Linked DNA regions of Mus musculus: regions 1 and 2 are each linked to region 3. The links are chromatin contacts, called in public Hi-C maps. All regions are on one chromosome and are shown on one strand. The core of a region is the stretch at or near the end of the contact, and the rest is flanking DNA. Distances in the headings are between cores, read along the strand shown.

The links. A called contact is a pair of places that touch in the nucleus more often than the background predicts.
Region 1: a contact with region 3 is called in a Hi-C map of uterus, with 5 times the contacts expected there. The contact joins two enhancer-like sites. A contact is called at or near these places in 3 of 484 Hi-C or Micro-C datasets (cerebral cortex, nephron progenitors and uterus), 2 of 115 datasets of contacts at active chromatin or transcription factors (embryonic stem cells and heart atrium) and 1 of 9 other capture datasets (embryonic stem cells).
Region 2: a Hi-C map of uterus shows a contact between it and region 3, with 5 times the contacts expected there. The contact joins two enhancer-like sites. A contact is called at or near these places in 2 of 484 Hi-C or Micro-C datasets (embryonic fibroblasts and uterus), 2 of 115 datasets of contacts at active chromatin or transcription factors (embryonic stem cells and large pre-B cells) and 1 of 9 other capture datasets (embryonic stem cells).

The regions. Positions count from the first base shown.
Region 1 is chr8:8,326,877-8,329,576 of GRCm38.p6, reverse strand. No RefSeq gene overlaps it. Among named protein-coding and RNA genes, the nearest start is that of Gm31135, 160 kb to the left of the region's middle. Within about 2 kb of position 1,331, at least 24 of the 459 cell types and tissues checked have an H3K27ac peak or open chromatin away from gene starts, as enhancers often do. A contact at or near this core is called in uterus, where this site is marked.
Region 2 is chr8:8,050,064-8,052,763 of GRCm38.p6, reverse strand. No RefSeq gene overlaps it. Among named protein-coding and RNA genes, the nearest start is that of Gm31401, 31 kb to the left of the region's middle. Within about 2 kb of position 1,428, at least 38 of the 459 cell types and tissues checked have an H3K27ac peak or open chromatin away from gene starts, as enhancers often do. A contact at or near this core is called in uterus, where this site is marked.
Region 3 is chr8:8,993,392-8,996,091 of GRCm38.p6, reverse strand. No RefSeq gene overlaps it. Among named protein-coding and RNA genes, the nearest start is that of 4933430N04Rik, 140 kb to the left of the region's middle. Within about 2 kb of position 1,366, at least 105 of the 459 cell types and tissues checked have an H3K27ac peak or open chromatin away from gene starts, as enhancers often do. A contact at or near this core is called in uterus, where this site is marked.

The DNA of each region.
Region 1 (2,700 bases), core at 82-2,581, 670 kb after region 3:
TTCATTTACATTTCAAATGCTATCCCAAAAGTCCCCTATACCACTTCCCCCGTCCTGCTCCCCTACCCACCCACTCCCACTTCTTGGCCCTGGTGTTCCCCTGTACTGGAGCATATAAAGTTTGCAAGACCAAGGGGCCTCTCTTCCCAGTGATGGCCGACTAGGCCATCTTCTGCTACATATGCAGCTAGAGACACGAGCTCTGGGGGTACTGGTTAGTTCATATTGTTGTTCTACCTATAGGGTTGCAGATCCCTTCAGCTCCTTGGGTGCTTTCTCTAGCTCCTCCATTGTGGGCTCTGTGTTCCATCCAATAGATGACTGTGAGCATTTGTGGGGTCCTTCTTAGAGCCACATGTGGATACATGGTTGCTACACAGAATTCTATCCAGAGTCTGTCCATAGGCTTTGCATTTGGCATTGTAGGGTGTATTTAAAGTGGTTTTTTGAGGTTTATTTTTTCCACTACCAACTCACGCTTACTTAAAAAAAATAGCTATAAAGAAAGAAGAGAGTAGAGCCGGTGGGTGAAAAGGTGCTTGCTGCCACAACTGGCAGCCCAAGTTCTATTCCCAGAACCCGCACGATGAAAAGAAAGGCTCCTGCAAGGTGTCCTCTGACCTCCACTCATGCGGTTTGATACATGTGCTCACACACATACACACATTTAGATATGGAGAAAGGGATGGAAATGGCCCATAGTTTGGGCACCTGTTATACTAACAGTACAGTTCTTTATTTTCTGATTTGCATAAACTACTATGCCACATAACAAGCTGCCCCCTCTACATTTCTTTAACTCAGTACACATCTTTTCATGCCATTAAAAGCTTATTTATATCCTTATAACACAAACATAGCACTAGAATCATTTTGAGACCCTACGATGTTGTTACTATGTGTCACAATTTGCAATGCTTCATGTGAGTGCCTTTTATCTCTTGTTTTGTGTTCCCCTTTACTGGGCCCTTCAGCTCAACACAAGTTAACATGCTTTCCTTATCCCAGTCTCCTCCCTGAGTCCCGAGGTCAGCGTCTGACACATAATGGAGTTTCAACATTTCCTGTTGAGTGAATGAGTGAACGAGCAGATGAATGACTGACTCCATCAATCAAAGCCATCCCCCCTCCTCCTTTTTCTGAGCATACAGACCCTCCTGGGCCCTTGGAACAGCCATACATTTCTCTGTGGTTGGCTGTCCATCTGGAAGCTGCATGTAATAAATGCCACATCACAGGAAGTTTAAAAGGATGAAAGAGATAGTATTTATAAAATACTTAACTTCTCTAGAAGGACAATCCCAGCCAAGTCCAATGAGTGTACTGTTATCACAGACTCTGCTCAGCCCCATTAATCACACGCGTTTCTCTGGCTTGCATTTTCTCTGAACAGCTGTGTGTCTAACAGTTGTTCCCTGGAAGCATTTCCTGGAAGCTGAGTTGGAGCACTAGCCTCTGTGAGTGAGTGTCACACTTTTTCAGAATAGCAGGGTGTTTTACACTAATTAAAAAGGTGATTCCCCGCCCCCAATCTGCTCAGGTCGGGTTGGAAGTTATTACCTTAATTTTGCCACCAGGAAACTGACACAGAGAGACACCTACTCACACAGCATTAGATGGAAGATAATAGAGGGAGAACTTGAATTTGAATCTTCTGATTTTCTATCTACTCAGTGAATTTACCTTATTAGACTTTTTAAGTCTGTAGAAAAATAAACAAAATTCTTATAAAATAATATTGAGTTTTAAGAATAAACCATTGGCTTCAGGGTATCCAGGTCAGAATGCTCATTAGTGAAATTTCTTAATTACAATGTATTTAACAGAGAGCCTTCATATGGAAGGTTGTGGTTCCCACCCTGTAGGCTTTTAAACCTAAAGCATAATATCAAAACATGCAGGATGCTTGGGTCTGGTATGGCAGACTCACAGGGCACAGCCCAGATAGATGCTAATGTTAGAGCACTCTTGTTACACTGGAAACATGCTTGCTGTAGTTTTCAGCAGTAAACAGATTGCCTATGAAAACCAGACCAGGATGGAGATTGGCTGATTTCTCTCTCTGTTTATTCTAGTATTTGCTGGGCAGTAGGCTTCTGAGAGGAACAAGGAAAGTGAGACACTGTTTCTTGCAGAAGTGCATTTCTTTGGGAAGGATCTGAAACAAATGGCTGGAAACACTGTAAGATCCTTTAAGACTGTATCCATCGGGAGGTAGAACATGCAGGCTTGGAGGAACAGAGGGCAGTTATAGGTGGAAACAATGGAGGATCAGGAGGGGGGTGACAGTGGGTGGCAGGGGCATGGCTCTTTGAGGAGACACCTTTGAGCAGAGACCTGAGTCTAAGAGAGGAAAGTGCCAATGGCCATCACACAGACACCAGGCCCCTCCCCCTGCCTGATATGTTATTATTAGCATTTCCCTTATTCTTAAGATGCACATATACTCATGTAGTTTGGAGTACATATGTGAGTATAGTTTTTGTTTTGTTTTGTTTTGTTTTTTGTTTTTTTTTTTGTTTTGTAGAGGACAAAGTAAAACATTGAATGTCTTTCCTCAGGTTCCAGTCAGCTATGTTTTGTTTTGTTTTGAGGCAGTGTCTTTCACTAGCCAGGAACTCCCTGAGTAGGCTAGACTGTCTGTCCAGCAAGCCCCAGGCATTCACCTGGGCCTCCTTCTACTTCCCCAACACCACTACT
Region 2 (2,700 bases), core at 179-2,678, 940 kb after region 3:
GTGGCCAAGTACCAACTCTGTGAGTAGCATGCCTTCTGGAAACAGACCTGTCACCAGAGAACTCAGGCTATGTCTAGGAGTATGTAATTGTTCACTGAAGGGAAACTGAAGATCTTGAAGTATGACAAAGGTATTGGATACAGAGCATCAACTGATATGTGGGAATTTGGTAAGATATGTTTTACTATAATCTGGAATTACCATCCACTCCTAAAAGGAGGCACATCTTACAGATGCCCTACCCCTCCCTGGAAAGAGGCTACTTGATGGTGGGTCTCCCTTATGACATCAAGGATAGCACCCTACTTGTCTTTCTGATGGAAGCCTAGTGCTATGACGGGAAGTCCTTACTAGGTGTTCACTATATGGATGTTAATAAAAGTCCTAAGCCCTTGCTCATATATTTTGGCGGAGATGTGTTTTCAGAAACTACTCAAAACTCTGGCTTCCTCCCTCTGTGACCCTTCACCCTTCCTCTAACCATTGCTTAATGTCAGGGTACCCAATTGTATGCACCATTATAAAAGCTTTTCATCTGATAAACTGAAGTTGACGTGGACTTCACGTAATATCTTTTTTGAGGCAGGTTGATCTCACTTTATTTTTTGTGGTTGACTTCAGGCTTGAATGTGCTGCAGGAATTTTAGACATGGGGCAGTAGGATCTGAAGATATGGGGTTCAGAGGATTGAAGCTGACCCCTTTGGTCAAATCATGTGAGTTTCTGAAATAACCCATAGCCAATAGAAAATAGTCACTGTATAGCAGGACAATTCATGGGGGCATGACCTTGAGCACCAGGCTGTCCTCCTTGATCTACTTTTTATAGTACCTGCACTTAGCCCTCCTGGCAGTGAGTTTCTCACTGCGGGACTACAGTGGACTCGGTTCTAAGACTGCCTCTCTGTTTACTATTGGCTAATGAGACTTGTCTCTACCTTACACCGTTCTTTTGCTTCTGATCTTTGATTTAAAACAGAATGAAATAACAAGCTGCCTGCTTTGGAGCCTCAAACTGAGCTTTTACTGGCTAAGCTGAGCCTGGAGTCCCCCCCCCCCCCCAAAGTTTGTTCACATTCCATTAAACTTCCTGAGACTAGCAATGTTTGCATTATGTAAAAATTTCATGAAACCTCTGATCTTGGTTAGGGATTTTCCTTCCCAAGATACATTCAATTTCACCCTGGATTCTTGCTCTACTTGTTCTGTTTGATGTGATCTGTAGGAATCCCACGGGCTGTGGGTTTGCAGGAGTTGTTTCTCTGCCAAGAGTAAACTGCATGTTCACTAGCTCTGTTCTGGTAAGTAAGTGAAAATGTGGTTTTTGAGTGGAAATGAAAAACAGAGTAACATCCTTCCCCACAGCTTTACCTTCCTATAATTCCACACAAATGCAGCTTATGCCCATATAAGTATTTCCACGTTAAGCAGAGGCATTTGTGTGCAGAGCCTCCGATGCTGACTCAGCCAGATGTGCCTAGGAACAAGGAAGCTTTCACCTAGAAAATGTGATGTAATAAGAGGCCACAGCAAGGAGTCTGCAGTGTTTCCAGTGTGCTTTTGTTAGAGTTTAAAGCTTACTCTCTCTCGTATGTAGCAGCACACACAGAGATACTGTTGATATGGGAAAGGCATCAACAAGAAGGATTAAAAGGAATGTAAACTTCCACAGGAGCTTTCTGGAATTGATTTGGCTGATCTGGGAGCAGAGTTTGCATATTGCTCTGCCTGCAAGGCTGCACGCAGGCCTCACCTTAAATCATGTGCTATTCAGTATCTTTGAGAGGGGAACTTAATTGCATATAGGATGGGAGGATGATATGGAGGTGGAATTTACATGTAAGAGCTGATTTCTGTGGGGGCATGACATCATAAAGATTAACCTGTATGCCTCATTTTATTCATGACCTACTTTGCCAAATGGTTATTGAGAGGGAAATGGATTACGAAATTAAACAAAAATTACCTAAGCAGCTGACTAGGAGTTTATCTGTGTAGCTGAGATCAATAAATTGCAGACAGGTGTGCATTTAGAGAATGTTGTGGTCTGGTTATACAATTTCCCCACAGGCTCCTGTGTTTGAACACTGGGCCCTCAGCTGGTGGTACTCATTTGGGGGGTTGGGGAACTTCTAGGGAATAGGAAACTTTTCGTTTCTCCTATCTAGAGGAACTGGGTCAGTTGGAAACTGAGTTGGTATACTTTAATGGTTATAGATAAGCTCTATTTCTAGTTGGTTTCTTTCTGCTTTACTGAGTTGTTACACAGCAGCCCATCACTTCCAGGTGGGGAGACCCATCACCATGAAAGGTGGTATTCTCTTAAACCATGAGCTGAAATGTATCTCACCTCTCCAACATTGAATTTTGTCAGATATTTATTTACAGTGCTGAGAAAGTAACTAATGGGCATATTAAACATGAAAGTCATACCATCAAGGAGGGTAAAAAATGCCTTCTCTTTATGTAGCAGCTAAGAGGCTTCCGTGAGGGGTGTGAGTTGACATTCTTTGACTCTGACTATTCATTTGCCCTCACAGTACCTCTCTGATGAATTCCTTTATACACATTGTCTGCATGGGATATCCCTAAGGATGTGAGCACAGTTCAAATAAACACCAACTTTCAGAAAACATACTTTATACCCCACTCTAGAGATCTCTCAAGTAACTTAATCTGAGAACTCTGCACTCTGTGGCTT
Region 3 (2,700 bases), core at 117-2,616:
TAATGTATACAGATCTGAAAGCCTGTCTGAGATCCCACCGGTTCTAGACAGTTTAAACCTCCAAGATGGTTCACAGAAACTCAGCAAAAGTTGTGAGTGCCCCCCCACCCCCGTGAGTGCCACCCCTGCGGAGGTAAACAAGTGGGATCTATATTTTCAACTGATCTGAACCTGAATCTCCCTGGGTCTCTGTCAATAGCAAGGATTCTTGCTGGGCAACTGCAACCTTCAGCAGAAGCTACGTCCCTGGCCTCAGGATGTATTCTCAGATGCCCAAGCTGGGTTCTCCTTGATGGAGTCCTTAGAACAAATGCTCTCTCTTCCTCCCATCCCCGCAAACCCCTGCACTTCAATCAGAGGAACCAGGAGACTCCAAAGTGCCTTTCACACACCAGCGCCTCGGTGGACTGAGCCTGTGGTTGGAACTCTTTCATCTGCCCGCCTCCTGGAGGAGATTCTCTAATTGATAATGAATTCCTAGGGGGGTGGGGGTGGGGGATACGTGATTTCAGGCTGTAAATTAATAACTCCTTCCAAAGCATAGCACCCAGTTTTTAAAAATAATATTATCTACTACATGGTATGGGTAAATTTTCACAGTAAACTATTCCTAAGAAAGCAAATTTATGATAAGAAAAATTATAATGATTTTTAGTTTGATAGTGCATACTCGAGCAAGTCAATAATTGTAGCGACCTACTTTTCTAAAATATGAAAACCCCACATGTGTTGTCTCAGGCAATTTGTTGAGTTTCAAATTATTTCAAACTGGGAGCCTATATGTAGGGCAGGTGTCTCTTAAATCCCAAATCATGGGTTGCGTGCTGATGCTTGCCTTCAAAGCTTGGGGGTATTTAGGAAAAAAAAATAGTAACAGCAGTGTTGAGAGGAGGGAGGGAGAGAGGAAGAGAGGGAAAGCCGGGAACTGAGGAGAGAAGATGTGGAGGAGGGAGAGGAGGGCAGAGCGGAAGGAGTTAGAGTGGGGGAAGGGAGGCGGAGCAAGGAACAGATTCATTTCCTGGACCACCTTAAAAGCGTTCTTGGTGTTTTAAGCAACCCACAGGCAAGATCCCGGTTAAAGACTGGTGCTAAATCTTTGAATCAATTAATCAGGAGCCTGCGCAGAGCCACCCTACCCAGCTGCATGGACGGCCCGCAACTCCGGGCTGGGGATTCACCAGTTTGCCTCTGTGGCTGCCCTATTGTCGCGCTTGAAAAGAACATTCCCACAGTGCTGGCTCTAAAAACAATAAACATCGTATGTAAAAAGAAATGACATAACCTTGGCACTGATAAGGAGCGTTTCCCAGGGCTGCGGGGACTGTCTCGGGAGGGGCGACAGGCCACCCCCACTCTGGGGCCTGGGAGGAAGTGTCCAAGGAGGCCTGCTGGGGCCCTTGGGCTGTCCCAGCACAAAGAGCTAGGAGTGGGCAGGTCCCTCCCAGCCTCTGGAAAATCAATCTAAGGAAGTCTGATGCCATGGAACGGTTTCCTGTCCACTGTGTGGGAAATCTAGCTGAGTGCAAGCGCTGGTAACAATGGGACAATATATTATAATAAACAGGAAAAATAGCATTGGCCACGGAAATCAATAGCCTGAGTTCACCAGGCATTCATAAGATTGACAAGTGAATAAATTAAAACCAAAAGGTTAGCACACTGAAAGAGAAGTTAATTTTATGTCCGCCCTGGAGCCCCCTCTTTTGAGGCGCAAATTAAGACTGTGTATAATAAAATGAACATAAAGTCTCGAATTTAAAATAAAGCCTTCCTTAGGACTTACATGGTTAGACAAGCAGAGATTCCTTTACAGGCTCCCCCATGCATGGGTAGTCTCAGTCAGGCTGCATTTGCAACCCCCTCCACAGCGTGACCAAAGACTTATTTAAAGAAATTTCTTGCTTTAAATAAACCTGCTCTCAGCAGCCAACTGTTCCTCCAGGAAGTGATGGGACACCCCAATTCACTGTAGAGGCTTACCCAAGCAGAACCGAATGGAGCAGCCTGCACGCTGCTCTTTAATTTAAAGGAGAGAGGAAAAAGCCACTCGAGGCTCCTCCAAACCCCCAAATAATTATAAACAAGAGAACGTAACTGACTCTAGAGCCCACCTGGGTTAAACAAACAGATCAGCTCACAGTCTTCTGGCTTTGTAGCAGCTTCCCTTTCTTAAAAATGTTTTTAAGTTTGGGCTGTCTCTTAAGCCATAAAACTGCTTTAATTAGAATTCACCCGTGAGCATGGCTTGTGATAAAGTGTTCAATGTACCAAATTCCTTCTGATTACTAATAAAGACACAGCCTTGTTGGGCTGGTGGAGCCACGGGCTGAGGGTTTTTGAGACAATTAATTCTCATCCGGGTTCTGCAGCTGAGTTTCACTACAGGTTTGTTTCTCTAAGTGTGGATCTACCCCAGTTTCTGAGCATTTGTTTGATCATATCAGAGTGCAGTAAACAAGTCTCTGGCGGCAGGTGAGCTATTCCATGGACTATCAAGTTTGACTCAAAAACCGCGGGGAAGTTTTGCTGGGCTTTGAAGATGCTCTGGGGTCATCCCTGGTTTCTCCTGTTTTGTTTGACTGTAGCAGTTTCTGCCCAGGGAGGAGCACTGATGGAATCTATTGTTTAGGGAGTTTGAATGGTTTAGTCTTCAGTATATATTAACTAACCAAGGAGGTGCTGGACACATGACGGTGGATT